Linked DNA regions of Ovis aries: region 2 is linked to region 1. The links are chromatin contacts, called in public Hi-C maps. All regions are on one chromosome and are shown on one strand. The core of a region is the stretch at or near the end of the contact, and the rest is flanking DNA. Distances in the headings are between cores, read along the strand shown. Region 1 overlaps EPYC (epiphycan). Region 2 has its middle 28 kb from the start of TRNAW-CCA.

Region 1 (7,828 bases), core at 3,406-5,905:
TAAATTTAGGCTTAACGGTAGTAATTCAGTTGCAGAGATCATTTAGATATACGTTTTGCTAGAGGGCAAAATTGATTTGATTAAAAGGATTTTTTTTTGTTTAATATTATATTTCTTATTATTGGAGTACAGTTGATGACAGTGTTGTCTTAGTTTCAGGAGTATAGCAAAGTGAGTCAGTTATATTATATCTACTCTTTTTTAGATTATTTCCCCATGTAGCTCATTACAGAGTATTGAGTAGAGTTCCCTGTGCTATACAATAGATCCTTATTAGTTATATGTTTTTATATATTATAGTGTATATATGTCAGTCTCCCAATTTATCCCTCCTTCTTTATGTTACTGTCACTTAAAATGGTGCTGGGTGCTTTCAGAGAAAGTTTCTTCCGTGGGCAGCTCTGCAGACTATTTTTTAAAAATAAATTTTATTGGAGTATAATTTCTTTACAATACTCTTAGTCTCTGCTATCCAACTAAATAAATCAGCTCTATGTAAATGCATATCCCTTCCTTCTTGAACCTCCCTCCTACCCTCCCTCATTCCACCCATCTAGGTCATCACAGAACACTGAGCTAAGCTCCCTGCCTGCTGACTATTTGAGAATGAAGGTTTCAAATCTTTCACAGTTTTATTAATAAGAATATAAACAAACACAGCCAGTAAAAGTCTGAGTACACATAATCTGGTTAAAAAGAAAAAGTAACTGACTTTCTTTCCACTTAGAGTCCTTATTTCTCCAGGAGGAGAAACCTCATCTAAGCCACCTCAGGGTCATTTCAGCCCTGTTTTCTCAGAGACTGCATTGAGGTGCGGGGTTACCTCCATGGAATCAGGGCTGTGCTGCGTGTGGAGGCCAAGGGACGGTGGAGGACACTTCTTGGTACCATTATCTCTTCAGTGTGACATTTGCAGAGACCTCACTGTGACTTCCCAAGTGGCTCAGTGGTAAAGAATCAGCCTGACAATGTAGAAGAAGCAAGAGACATGGGTTCCAGCCCTGGGTCAGGAAGATCCCCTGGAGAAGGAAATGGCAACCCACTCCAGTATTCTTGCCTGGAAAATTTCATGGATAGAGGAGCCTGGCAGGCAACAGCTCATTGGGTCTCAAAGAGTCAGACATGACTGAGCGACTAAATTCAGCACTCTACCCAGCCTGTGGGCTATGCATCTGTAATCTCTGATAGAAATATACCTCTTTCATGGATATGGAAGGTACTTCTAAACACTGTCTGCCGTGGCATCAACTATCTACAGTTCCAAGGCCAGTAAACAAGAAAATAGAATGAGAAAACCGATTAACTCAAAAATATTCCCTACTGGTACTGGGTCAAGAAGATAAGCACAAGAAGTAATGACACGTGGGAAAAACCTTGTATTGTGTCTTTAAATTTAGGGAAATATAATGATCAGATCCAAAGTCAACTCAGTAGGGAGCAAGTTTGAATAAAATAAGAAGGCGAAATGAAAAAGAGGGGAGAAAAACTCCAAAAGAATATTTATATCAGAGGCTCAGTTATGTGTGCATTTGAGAAAGGGGGCAGGGGTATTTTCTGGCCGTTTATGTTTCTTCCCAAATTTAGGTTTCTGCAGCATTAAGCATAAAAGTCTGTTACTCGGAGAGCCAGGTGGTTACGTCTTCCTGGCCTCATTTTCCTGCATGCATTGCCTCACCGCTTCATATCACGGTATGAAAATTGTTAAAGAGGAAAAGAAGACAGAACCCTAAATCACTCCTATCCAATGGTGAGAATAAATGCATCTGCAGGGCAAAAGTCTCTCCGGGCACAGTACTTTGAGGCTATAGTTCTGTAACTTTGCTGAACTGAAAATGCATTACTTTCCATCGGTCTTAAAAGCTGCTCAACATTCACATTTTATTAGCAAGGAAGCATGAACAAAACAGTTTTTGATAAACATAAAAGCTGTTTTGCCTCATTATATTGAATGACAACTGAGATCTTACAGCTTCACGTCAAATCAGTGGAAAAACAATTATCTGTAAAAAAAAAAAAAAGCATGCACAAACATTTTTCTACAAAGCTAAAGATTCAAGGCAACGTGTCTGGAATGTGTTTCTCCCTTTAGGCTGCCTCCATTCCATGAAACATCTGTCTCAATTTCCGTTCTTCCCAGAACCTCCTTTTGGTCTCTCTGCAAATCCATTCCTTCTGAAACTGCCTCCTTCTGACCCTGCAGATGGAAACCGTATGTTTCTCTGTTTAAGGAAGTGTGCTTCTCAGGCAGAGATTTCTGGACATGTTTTATAATATCTTCATGTATGGCTTCCTAATGCACCCAATATACTGTAATTTGCTTTACGTTTGCTTTCATGCTTTAAATGCAGTAAAATAAGCTTTAATACCTGTGTTGATTTTTCTTAGCAAAATGTCTAAAACCAAGCATGGAGCTGTGAATTAGATATATTTTGGACAAGCAAATATTTTTTTTATTATAAACAATAAGCACTTGTTGACCACCTACTATGCTACAGCCTTGAGGTGCAAAGATAGAAGACCTAACTCAAAGTGTACCATACAGAAAACCGATGGAATCAATACCATACAATGCAGGAAGGGGGTGAAATGGAGAAACTACAGATGCACAGAAGGAGACACAATCCAGAAAAATAAATTGACCAAAAAATAGTTTAGTTTCCTTTAAAGGGATACTTTTCATTTGTGAAGCAATGTATTCAAGCGCATAAAAGTGACCTTAAATCATAAGTCTATCATAAAATTTTAAAATAATCTGAAACATCTATCTAAAATACTCAGAAAGTATCTAGTGTAATTATGTATTTATTTTACATATTTCATATTTCAAACATGAAAGTAGTAGCTTGCATATCATGTTGACATTAAGTAAGTTAGAAAGTAATTTGTGTATGTGTTTAATGAAAACAAATGAAGAAGGATTAAAAAAATCAAGGTGATAAAGGGAGACTTTGGAAATTCTAGGGTGCCCTGAAAAAACTAGTCCTCTAAGGATGATTCCTACATAAGCCTGTGAGCTGGTGTAGTCACTCAGTTGTATTTGATTGCAACCCCATGGACTGTAGCCCACCAGGATCCTCTGTCCACGGGATTTTCCAGGCATGAATACTGGAGTGGGTTGCCATGCCCTCCTCCAGGGGATCTTCCCAACCCAGGGATGGAACTCAGGTCTCCTGTGTCTCCTGCTTGGCAGGTGGATTCTTTACCTCTGAGCCAGTTCCTACATGTTGACAACCAATTGTCTTGAGCAAATTTCTCACCCAAAGTTGCAAGGTCAGCAGGAAGTTAGGGTAGGGTGGTAGGGATTTACTAAGGGATACAAAGAAACAGGGGCTTCCCTAGTGGTTTGTGATAAAGAATCCACCTGCCAATGCAGGAGGCCCTGGTTCAATCTCTGGATCAGGAAGATCCCTTGAAGAAGGAAATGGCAACCCACTCCAGGGTTTTGCCTGGAAAATCCAATCGACAAAGGAGCTTGGTGGGCTACAGTCCATGGGGTTGCAAAAGAGTCCGACACAATTTACAAACTAAATGACAACAAAGAAACAGACACTGAGATAAGGGAAGAAAGGTGAGTAAGGGGCTCTTCTAAGTGCCAGTGTTCTTAGAATCAAAAACTCACTGCATAAAGCATGGAAGTAAGAAGAGAAAATCAAGAATAATCTAAAATAGAAGCCATCTTTGACTAGGTTTCCAAATTTTATAAAAGTGCCTTGTATTGTCAAAGCTCTCAAGAAGGTCAATTTTAATATCCCGATATTATTGGTAATATTTGTTATTCAAATAATAGTGAAAACATATGAGAAATGGCATTCCATGATCAAATCATGTAGTTTTCATACTTTTACATATTGTAGTTTAGCATAAAGGATAAAGGAGAGGAAAGTGAAGTCGCTCAGTCGTGTCTGACTCTTTGCAGCCCCTGGACTATAGCCTACCAGGCTCTTCCATCCAAAGAATTTTCCAAGCAAGAGTACTGGAGTGGGTTGCCTTTTACTTTTCAGTAAAAATGCAACCGAAGGAAGTGTAAATCACTGTAAAGGAACAGAATATTTGAATCTAGAAAATCAAAGATTAAAAGGACTTGAAAATACACATCAATTTCTTATTGGGAGTAGAATTGGGGCTGCAGGAGGAAGGGGAATTTCGGATTTTACTCTCAGAATCTTTCACAATAAGGCATTCTTGCAACACTATGTATTTAGAAAACAATAAACAAGGTTATTTTTAATCCTATGAAATAAACACACGCGGGTGTTTTAAAGAGCAATAAGACCAAAATTAAAAAGGCGCTGGAAACTATTACTAAGATTTGAGAAACAAAATTAATTAAAAACAAAACAGGAACCGCATGTGCCTTCAGAGGCAAGCAGGCGTCACAGTGTTCAACTTCAGGACACCAGCGCCCTCTTGTGGCAAAGATGGATACATTTTTTTTTTTTTTTTTTTTTTAATTTGTGTCACGGCCACAAAGGGTGATTGAGAAGGTTGCCTGATGAAATTCTGCTTCTTTTTTAGATTGAAATAGCGACAGTGATGCCTTCTGGAAACAGAGAGCTCCTCACTCCGCCCCCACAGCCAGAGGAGGCTGAAGAGGAAGAGGAAGAGGAATCTACCCCCAGGCTGATCGATGGTTCTTCCCCACAAGAGCCTGAATTCACCGGGGTTCTGGGTCCACAGACCAATGAAGGTCAGGTCCATCAGGGCTGGACTGTAATGACGTTCAGTTGTCTCTTTCTCAAAACTGCCAAGTTCCAACTCTGCAGGGACCCACATGGAGAGAGCTTTGGTAGAGGCTAGGTTTGAAGCAGGGGATACATGTGTATTTTGTGTTAAAATATAAAGCAGTTTTAATAATTCAGCTTTGGCATGATGGAAATGATCAAATAACCAAAGATCTGGGGTGAAAATATTTGGCATCATAATTCAAAAAGCTTTGTGGTGGAATGCATTTCTAGACCAAAGGATACACTGTTAGCAAGATCCGAATCCATGGCTGAGAGATCAAGTTCCAGCATTTCTAGGAGATAAGTGATGATGGTGATGATAGTAATAATGTTTTCCATTGACTGAGCACACACTTTCTGGGGGCCATAAGGCTCAGCATGTCACATTACCTCATGTGACTACTACAACCTCCCTGTGAAGTTATTAGTATTCATTTTTTTATATTATTACCTAGGAAACTAGCTCAGAAAGGGTTGGAACTTTCCAGAGATCACTGAACATTAGTTTCACACACTGAGTTTTAAGCAAAGTTGTTCTGATTCTTGAGTGTGTTCTTAGCGGAAACCAGGCTGCCTTTCCACTCAATTCCAGGGGCAGAGAAAGGAAAAGGGAAGACAGGGTTCCATAATATTGGACTCCACTTTGTAGAACCTGAACATTATGTAAATCAGGGCTTTTGGGGTGATAAAAGGAATTCCTGGTGCTAAATGTGAGCCTACAGTTTGTCTATATTTCATGTTAGAATTTGTCAGTGTCAACCTCGGGAGGTATTCAAGTGGACTCACACTAGAATACTTTTACACACATGGAGAAAATATGTGCTCTGATGAAGGGGGTGCAGAAAAAAACGAATAGTTTCCATTGAGAAGGTTTACTTAGCATCGAATGTCTCTGTACCGTAAGTTCTGGATATGCAAACATCTTTAAATGACTACTATTTTCACAGATATTTCTGTCTAGTACAGAGAGACAGACATGTGAACCAACTTAGAGACAGTAGGCGTTATAGGTAATATAAGAAAAAGTCAGTACAGAGCGCACTGAGAGAAAGAAAGGGAGGAAAGAGCATTCAGATCCCCACTTTCAGATCTGCTGGATATTCAGTCTTGAGCAAAGCATTCAATATTTTTTTGCCTTTGTTTCCTCATCTAGAAAATGGGGTAATCAGTGACAGATGTTACCTCATAGAGTTGTTACAAGGATTAACTGAATAAATTTAGTGCCTGGCCCACAGTAAACATCATCAGTGGTAGTGATTCTCATTATCATTGATAGAAGAGAATTTTTTTTTTCTTACTGTCAATAAATTGTTCAGTGTATGATACATTAACTGTAGGCACGCTGTTGTAAGCAGATGTCTAGAATATAATTCATTTTACACACCTGAAACCATTTCCCCCTCCCGCCAGTCCCTGGTAATCACCAATGTACTCTCTGATTCTATGAGTTTCTCACTATTCACTAAGCAGTCATATGAAAAGTTGTCTTTCGTGAAATGCTGCCAATATGCCAGTCCCTAAAGTGTTTTCTTGGAGAAGGCAATGGCAACCCACTGCAGTGTTCTTGCCTGGAAAATCCCAGGGATGGGGGAGCCTGGTGGGCTGCCGTCTATGAGGTCGCACAGAGTCAGATACGACTGAAGTGACTTAGCAGCAGCAGCAAAGTGTTTTATTTTGTGTCTTTGAAGAGACACGATAGTACTAAGTACGTGCTAGTTATTATTATTTTCACTTTCTAAACAGGCAAACTAAAATTCCAAATACCGTGAAAGTGGTCCAAGATCATGGAAGTCGTACGTAATGGTGCTGGAATGAAGGCAGAAACCGCTAAATCCTGCCTTTAATGAATACATCGTATTCTTCCCACACAGTCAACTTTCTGTGGGGTGATAGAACATGCTAAAAACAGAACCAGGAAAAAATATATAAAAAAATAAAAACAACAAAATGTGCGTGCCCAGTAGAAAGTCCTCAAAACAGGGAAATTAAATATCTCTAGAACATTACTTACTTTTAAGTAATTTCAGAGCTTTCAAAAGTTGACTGATTTGGAATTACCCGATGTGCCAAGATTAAGAGGAGTAAGAATGCCCAGTCTTCTGAAAAGCTCTAGTAAAATGTATGGCTCGATAATGTAAATCGTGAAACAATGTAAGAAGAACTATGCCTTAAAAAAATTTGTTTCTTTAAGGAGTCTAAGTAATGAAATTAAAAATTTAATTCACATTTTAGTTTGCACAAAAGTAAAATCTAAACTTTAAAAATTAAATGTAAATCGTAAATTTATTTAAGTCAAATAGTTTGGATATATTTAAAACATTAAAAACTGAAACATTATCTGTTACTATAAATATCAATTTCTAGAAATAATACTCAGAAGCTACATTGAGTAGGCTTGAGTTATAAGTGGAAAAAAAAACTAGAATTAAAAACAATTGTTATGCCTATATATAATTACTCTAAGCAATTACTGCTAAATTAGCATGGCCGCATTGGAAAAGGAAATGGCAACCCACTCCAGTGTTCTTGCCTGGAGGATCCCAGGGATGGGGGAGCCTGGTGGACTGCCGTCCATGGGGTCGCACAGAGTTGGACACGACTGAAGTGACTTAGCAGCAGCAGCAAGTATTAAATATTTTATAGCTCTCTCTTAAAAATTTTTCCCAAACTTCCATTCCTAAAATAACTTTCATTCCTGAAGTTGTTATAAGTGATTTTTTTCTATTTAATGACATTGTTTTCTTGGGAATCCTAACTTTATAATTAAAATCACTAAAATCCACCTGCAAATGCAGAAGACTTGGGTTCAATCCCTGGGTCAGGAAGAAGGAAATGGCAGCCCACTCCAGTATACTTGCCTAGAAAATTCCATGGACATTGGAGCCTAGTGGGCTACAGTCCATGGAGTTGCAGAGAGTCGGACATCACTTAACAGCTAAACAACAACAACAATAAGACCTTTGTAGGTGCATTACTAATTCTTGATCTCAAGCCACAAATGGATCCATCAACAAGGGCAACCAAATGTCTTGATTTGCCTGGGAGCGAGGGATCCCAAGACACGAGGCTTCCAAAGCTAAAATCAGCAAACTCTCAGCCAAATG
Region 2 (7,828 bases), core at 1,834-4,333, 350 kb before region 1:
AAGATTTGAACACAAAGCTGAAACTTCCCACTTGAATCAGACATCTTGCTCTTTTTCAGCATTCTAATCAGTAAACTACCTTCCTAATTTAGATAAATTGTTTACAATTAGAAGACTTTCTGGGCACATTCATCTTGGTAACAAGACAGGTTGTCACGTGCCTGAACGTACGGTCTTAGAGAAAGTGTCAAGGAGTATAATGGTAAATGTCCTTTCAGATGTTCAGAGAATACTTCTGGTTAATAATTGGGTATCATTGGCCCGAATCCTAGTACTCTCTAGAAATTCAATTCCTCTGATGTTGTGTTTTTGTTTTTTGTTTTTTGTAAGATTGCACAGGACCCTAAAAAATCATACTTTCAGATACATGGAGAAGAAACTTGCATCTCTACTCATGTCCTCCTTCACTGAATTTTTGTTTGTTTGTTTTTCGTCCTTTTATTTCCCAGGTGGTTGATGATCTCTTCACCTTCTCTCTGGGTTCTCAATGTCAGGGGCTAAAAATGAGACCTCATTTCACTTAGTGCGTGTGCCCAGCATGAATGGAAAAAGACGCAGGTACAATAGCCTAAAAAGGAAGGATTCTGCTTGAAATGCAAACAGTGCCTCATGCTGCCATTTACTTTATGACTCATTAAGAACACCAGCTCTGTCATTTTCCACATTTCATTACCAGTGTTTCTCCTACTGCTTGTCTTCTTTGTATGCATTTTTCAATTGCTATATTTTACTTCTTCATGCCTTCCTCAGGCCTCTTTAATTACTCTTGCCGGGATTATGCTGAGGAAGAGGGTTAGGGTGATGAAACGGAGTGCAGAGAGGGTTTGGCCATCTCTTTAAATACCCTGTCAGAGGTACTGGGCCCCACTTGTGGATACCTAGTTACCTGATGTTTTCTGTTAGTGTGGGATACATAATACCTCTTGCTCCTCAGCTTTGGTTTCTAGCAATCAACTCCAGAGCAACAGAAAACATCACAAAATTTTGTTATAAACATATTATCATATTTAACTTCCCCAAAATCTATTTTTCATTGGAAAACTGTAGCTCAGAAAGTTTAAGCAGTTTGTTTAAAGGCACACAGATGGTGCTGGTAGATTTGGTATTCAGGTTTAGACCTGACTGACTCTAGGCAACAAACACGTTCAACAACTCTGACTCCAGAGAGGCATACGATTTCCCGGGGCTGCATCTTGGGAAAACTTCTTGTGGATTTTAGTATAATTGGTTAGGTGAGACACTAGAATATAAAATATGCAATGGCATCCAGGCCTGCCCCTATATTTCAGGAGACAGAACTAAGATCACATAGGGACCTTTGACCATGCCCTGTCCCCCTTTCCTTCCAAACCTGGCTCTTGAGGTTGCACCATAAGGGATCACTGGCCATTTCTTAGGCTAGTGATCTGGCCTCGCACTCATGCTCAGCTGTGCCCAGCTCTTTGCAACCTCATGGACTCTACCCCCGCCAGGCTCCTCTGTCCACTGAGTTTTCTAGGCAAGAATACTGGAGTGGGTTGACATCTCCTCCTCCAGGGGATCTTCCTGACCCAAGGATCGAACGTCTGCTGCATTGACAGGCAGATTCTTTGCCACTAAGCCACCTGGGAAGCCCTTCTTAGGTCTGGGGTCCTCTCAATAGGATGGATCTGGGAAAGGGGTTTATGCAAACCCCATAAGCAATGTCAGGGAATTCAAGCAGGGAAATTCAGGGTGTTCAGTAACTGGAGAAAAGTCTAGAAAGATAGGGAATGTGGGTAACAGGTGTCCAATGCACCCTTGCTGCATAAACTCCCATCTGGTAGAGAGAAGTGCAGCTAGCAGAGCAGCAGGGCAAGCCAGGCAGGCAGCTCCAGGGCCTGGGCTCCCGGGCGGTACTGAGTCTGGAGCTACAGGCCGCCTGCCAGTGATCACAGAGCAGCAGTTTGTGTACTTAGTGAGCCATCAAAAACACAATGCGGCAACGAATTAGCTTTCATGAAGCACACCTGACTGTACGAACTATCCTTCCTCTGTTTGCTGCTGCAGATGTGTGGCCAGGACAGGATGGCCTCATCAGTGGGTTGGCATTCTAAGAAAGTGCACAGTTAATTAAAAAGGAAAAAAAAAAATGTTCAGAGCGTTCTTTTCAGCTGCCAGCTATTACGTGTCTTTAAACGTTTACTCAGCCACTTTGTGCTAGAAACTGGAGTTACGTTGGAAACAATAATAAAGAGGGTGATATTAATAGCAACGTAAAGAAGATAATGTGCTCTGTGTTGTGTACCAGGTACCAGGTACACTTGCAGATACCAAGGTTATCAAATATAACTGATTCCTGCCCTTACAGAAACCTTCAGCCTACAAGTATGTAGGAGACATTTAGGATGAATTCCACATGTAAATAATTACAGTTATGGTAAGTGCAATTGAGAAATTTTGGGGTGCTGGGAAGATTTATGTTATGAGCCGAACTATGTCTCTTCAAAATTCACATGTTGAGGTCCTTACTCTCTGTACCTCAGAATGTGACTGTATTTGGGGATAAAGTCTTTCAAGAAGCAAATAGGTTAAATGGAAGTCATTAGTGTGGAATCTAATCCAGTATGACTGGTGTTCTTATAAGAAGAGAACATTTGGATACAGACACGTACAGAGAAAAGACGATGTGATGATACAGGGAGAAGATGGCCATCTATTAGTCAAGGAGAGAGGTCTGGAAAAACCAACCCTTCAGATATCTTGTTCTTGAAGTTGCATTAATAGTTTCCAGAGAGCCTGTGATCCTTTGTTATGGCTGCTGTAGCAAATTAATATAGCATGTAACACAGAAGCCTTATCTAGGCTAAAATCAGACATTGTTGAGGATGCCTTCTAAATACAGAGCCAAAGAAGAGAGAAGTCTTTACCCAGATGTAAATAGAAGAAAATGGAAGAAATCTGAATCATGGATGAACTGGGGGAAAACATCAAGGAAGTTGAACCACAATGAGAAATAGGTGGAGTGACCTTTAAACAGTTATTGGAGTTGGTGCAAACTGAAGGCAGTTGAGACAGAGTGGAAAGTTCACAGTCTTAGCCCAGTCCTTGGCCAGCTCTAGAGCCTTAGCTTCCTTGTTTATGCATGGGCGTGAAGACTCTTGAGAGTCCCTCGGATTACAAGGAGAGCAAAGCAGTCAGTCCTAAAGGAAATCAACCCTGAATATTCATTGGAAGGGCTGATGCTGAAGCTCTAATACTTTGGCTACCTGATGTGAAGAGCCGACTCATTGGAAAAGACCCTGATGCTGGGAAAGATTGAAGGCAAAAGGAGAAGGGGATGAGATGGTTAGATAGCATCACTGACTCAATGGACATGAGTTTGAGCAAACTCTGGAAGACAGTGAAGGGCAGGGTAGCCTGGCGTGCTGCAGTCCATGGGACTGCAAAGAGTCGGATGTGACTTAGCAACTGAACAACAACAATGCCTTGTAAAGTTATAGTGAGAATTCAGGTAAAAGTTTTGTTCTTTGTTTCCTAATATGAAGGAAGAAGGAAAGAGGGGAGAGAGAGAGGTCAGTTAGGGAGAAAAGAAAAGAAATAAGGGAGGGAGGAAGAAAGAGAAAGATTGTGAATATATGATTTACTTGATAGATAACTGTTAGATAGTTGAGAACTTTTGAATAACTGACTGAGCACATTACTTTGTTTACATAAATATTTGTCATGCCTTAATATTTTTTACAAAAAAATTTTACATCAGTTATCAGAATCTAGGAATCGGAGGCCTTGTTTTTTCAGTGTCTATTTATTGACCCCTAGCGGCAGGATTCTGCATTGTTCTAGGAAACTTGAAAAATAAATTGCTCATACAATAGAGATTTCCAGTCATTCTAAACATGCATTTATTCACTTGTTTATCCTATTTATTGAATCCATTTTATGTATCCAGCACTGTTTTGTGGGCAACTCAGCTAAACTGACCTCTATATCCTAATTTACACTAATTTAATCATTTCAGTAGCCATGATTTCTTGAGCACTTAGTATATATTAATACTAATCACCAGCCTGGGCAGTTTTTGTACATTATTTCATTTGACATTGACAAGCAATGTTCAGAGTTGTTATTCTTTCTCTCAGGTCAGTAAACTGAGGCTCAAAATTATAAGATATTTTCCCCAAACTTAGTTAGTTGAAGAACTGCAGTTCAACCCTAACTTGCTTGGTTGAAAAGTTCATGTTTATTTTATTTTATCACACAGCATCTTAAACAAATCATTCATGAATTTATTTGTTTAACATATCTTAACCTGCACTTTTCACTTTCATGCGTTGGAGAAGGAAACGGCAATCCACTCCAGTGTTCTTGCCTGGAGAATCCCAGGGACGGGGGAGCCTGGTGGGCTGCCATCTACGGGGTCGCACAGAGTCGGACATGACTGAAGTGACTTAGCAGCAGCAAGATGTATATGCACATATATTTTTATATAAATGTGTGTGCATTATATACATGCCAGGGACGTTATTAGATAAAGATGCATCTATTCATCCATGGACTATTTATTGAGCAGCTACAGGTTTGCCACGCATTATGTAGTGTGCTGGCGATACAGTGTTTGCCAAAAAGATGTGATCCCTGTTCTCAGTGTGTTTAGGGCCAAATAGGACAGAGGGACTTGAATCACACAATTATACTAATAATAATGTATGCACAATTATAATCTAGGCTTCCCTCTGTTAAGAATGACAGTTCTAGTATATGTATATGTACATAAGAATCTAAATGCTCTTAAAAGTTACTAAAATGATTTTCCCCAAGGATACACCATTCAGCTGAGATCTGAAGGATAAACGTCTTGAACATGTATATGTTTAGAGGAGAAAGTGGCAGGGGCAAGTGGATAGGTGACAGGAGAGCTCCAGACTCCGGGACAGCATTTGTAAATGGCCTGTGATAGAAAAGGAGAATGCGCAGTTCGAGAAACGTAGTGTGGAGTCAGGTGTGACTGGGGAAGTGCAGGAGGAGGTAGATAAGAGAGGCGACCGCTCTGTTTATGATGCTGTGTCTTTTCACCAGCATGATGACGCAGGAACTCTTCATCTGTATATGGCTATTGTAAAGGGAATCCGCCTGCAGAAGTTAGTATGGACCCAGGGCAGCCTCTGTGTATGGTCCCTACTGGGGATGAGGCTGGGCAGTTGGCCATATGCTGAATCAGTTTCCCTACAACCCCTGGGAATACAAACAGTGTCTTTCATGGGTAGCTCTGTACCATGGCTCTTTACATTCTTGCCAATGTGGCCCCTTCACATGCAATCCCATAAACAGAACCCCAACATTATCACTCTTTTTATCTCTGCCCTCTTTGTCTTTCCTTTTCTTCTACTATCTGGGAAAATATTTTCTAAACAAGTGCTCTCCCAATGATAGAAAGAAATGCTTGGTATCTTTCTTACGTTAAAGATACCTCTTTTTTCCTCTAGTTTCTGCCCAATCATACTTTTCTCTAGAAACACTGGGTTCAACTCCACGTGGAGGAGAGAAGAGCAGGAAAATGAATTACTAAGAGAAATAAACAAATAGTATGAGATATTTAAAAATATTATCCCTGCATATCTCCTGGAAAACCTGCACCCCTGCAAAATATTTCAGAGTTCTCTAGATGTTCAACTTTCATTGACAGTAGGAAAATGTCTTGAATTGGTTTCTCCCAGACAAGGGGGCTTCCCTGATGGCTCAGTTGGTAAAGAATTGCCTGCCATGCAGATGTGGGTTCGATCCCTGGGTTGGGAAGATTCCCTGGAGAAGGAAATGTCAACCCACTCCAGTATTCTTGCCTGGAAAATCCCATGGACAGAGGTGCCTGGCAGGGTATAGTCTATGCATTCACAAGAGTCAGACATGACTTAGAGACTAAACCACCACTCCAAGACAATAAATTCCTCTCTCAGAGAAACTTCAGACAGTGTGAGCCCTGTTTCCCCTCTGTTCTCCCAGAATCAGGTGATTGAATGTGAATTGCTCCTTTGAGGTTAACTGCTTATTTCCCCAGGCACATTCCTGGGGTAGAGCACCCTCTCCCAAAGTGTTTGTTTTGTTCTGGTTTTTTTTCCTGCCTTGTCTTTCAGATCAGGGCTCTGCAGTGGAATTTGAGATCTGGCCCATAGGCAGGCCTGTGGCACCTCCTTACAGATAATGCCCCATCTTCCACTACTTCACTTGCTTTACTAATTCCTTGGTGCAGAAGAGTGAAAGGTTCCCATTTTCTTTCCAGCAAGCTTCCTTTCAACTCTCTCAGTGAGAATAGTTTATCGTCTAAATAATTTTATTCAGGAAAATACACCCCCACTCCAGTGAAATTCCTTTGCTTGATCAGGTCTATTTTTCTCCTGCACTTTGACCCTTGGTTAGAAAATAAAAAGGAGGTGGGATTCCCACCGGCAGCTCTTTTTCTCTAATCCAGAAGTCCTCAACGTAGAGCAATACTCTGCCCCCTCCTTGCAGAACTGGACACTTTACCCTGCCATCATAGTATTGACTGATATGGTCTGCATTGCATTAAACTGTGTTAGACCTTAGACGCTTCCCTTGTGGCTCAGAGGTTAAAGCGTCTGCCTCCAATGCGGGAAACCTGGGTTCGATCCCAGGGTAAAGAAGATCCCCTGGAGAAGGAAATGGCAACCCACTCCAGTATTCTTGCCTGGAGAATCCCTTGGACAGAAGAGCTTGGTAGGCTACAGTCCACGGGGTCGCAAAGAGTCGGACACGACTGAGTGACTTCACTTTCCTTCCGTTTCTGTAGTATATTCTTGAAGCAAACTGAACACCGCAAAGGATGCTCACATATCACTCTTCTGTTACCCACCTTGAAGCAGAAATCGAAAGCAAACCACCTGAATGGTAACATATAAGATTTTCTTGAATGGCACAATTGAAGAAGGAAATCTTGCAGCCTAATTCCTGGGCTTCTTATGAAAATGTACTGAGAGAGCCAAGTGCCCAGAGGAAAATCCCACAGACAGAGGAGCCCGACGGGCTACGATCCACGGGGTCTCAAAGAGTTGGACATGACCAAAGCAACTTAGCACAAACACACTCTATCATTGCCATTTGGAAAATTAAACATTGGTATTTTTGCATGCATATGAATTGTTGTTATGCTATAATTCAAGAGCTCCACCAACATAATTTTCTGTAATGGTAAGATTTTAGGCTAGACATATTAACCTGAAAAGAGGATAGTATGTCTGATGTTAAAAAAAAAAAAAAAAAATTCCAGATGGTGAAGGCTGTTGGCATGCCCACGCTTCTCCTCTGAACTGAAAGCTGCTGCTGCTGCTAAGTCGCTTCGGTCTGACTCTTTGCCACTGTAGCCTGCCAGGCTCCTCTATCCATGGGATTCTCCTGGCAAGAATACTGGAGTGGGTTGTCATGCCCTCCTCCAGGGGATCTTCCTGACCCAGCGACTGAACCTGCGTCTCTAGTGTCAGCAGGCAGGTTCTTTACCCCTGGGGCCACCTGGGAAGCCAGAGACTGAAAGCAACTGAAGAACGTAGGATTAGTACAGAGGCTTCAGGGAAGAGGGGAGAGAGGAGAAATGAGCTCCAGCTGGACCTCACCTTTCTTCTACTGTGAACCCCATGCCCCAGCTTGACTCTGATAATTGAGAAAAGTCTGAAACCTCCTATAGGAGCCACAACCCCTCTCCCCAGATGGAAAACATTTTGTTCCCTTTGATTCATGGGACCAAGCACATTGCTGGACACTGATTTTTTTTTTTTTCTGATGTACTGATTTCTCCTTGTTGGAATATTAGATGTACAGTGTTCTTCACAGAGCTTTGCCAGAATTGTCAGTCACCAAGGGA

Evidence for each region. A called contact is a pair of places that touch in the nucleus more often than the background predicts.
Region 2: a Hi-C map of mixed tissues shows a contact between it and region 1, with 4 times the contacts expected there. The contact joins two enhancer-like sites. A contact is called at or near these places in 3 of 16 Hi-C or Micro-C datasets (hypothalamus, mixed tissues and muscle).

Annotation. Positions count from the first base shown.
Region 1 is chr3:127,392,353-127,400,180 of ARS-UI_Ramb_v3.0, reverse strand. It overlaps EPYC (epiphycan), which reads left to right. Exons shown (of 7, transcript XM_015094588.4): 3 at 4,516-4,687. Among named protein-coding and RNA genes, the nearest start is that of CCER1, 25 kb to the right of the region's middle. Within about 2 kb of position 4,655, at least 3 of the 54 cell types and tissues checked have an H3K27ac peak or open chromatin away from gene starts, as enhancers often do.
Region 2 is chr3:127,744,101-127,751,928 of ARS-UI_Ramb_v3.0, reverse strand. No RefSeq gene overlaps it. Among named protein-coding and RNA genes, the nearest start is that of TRNAW-CCA, 28 kb to the left of the region's middle. Within about 2 kb of position 3,083, at least 5 of the 54 cell types and tissues checked have an H3K27ac peak or open chromatin away from gene starts, as enhancers often do.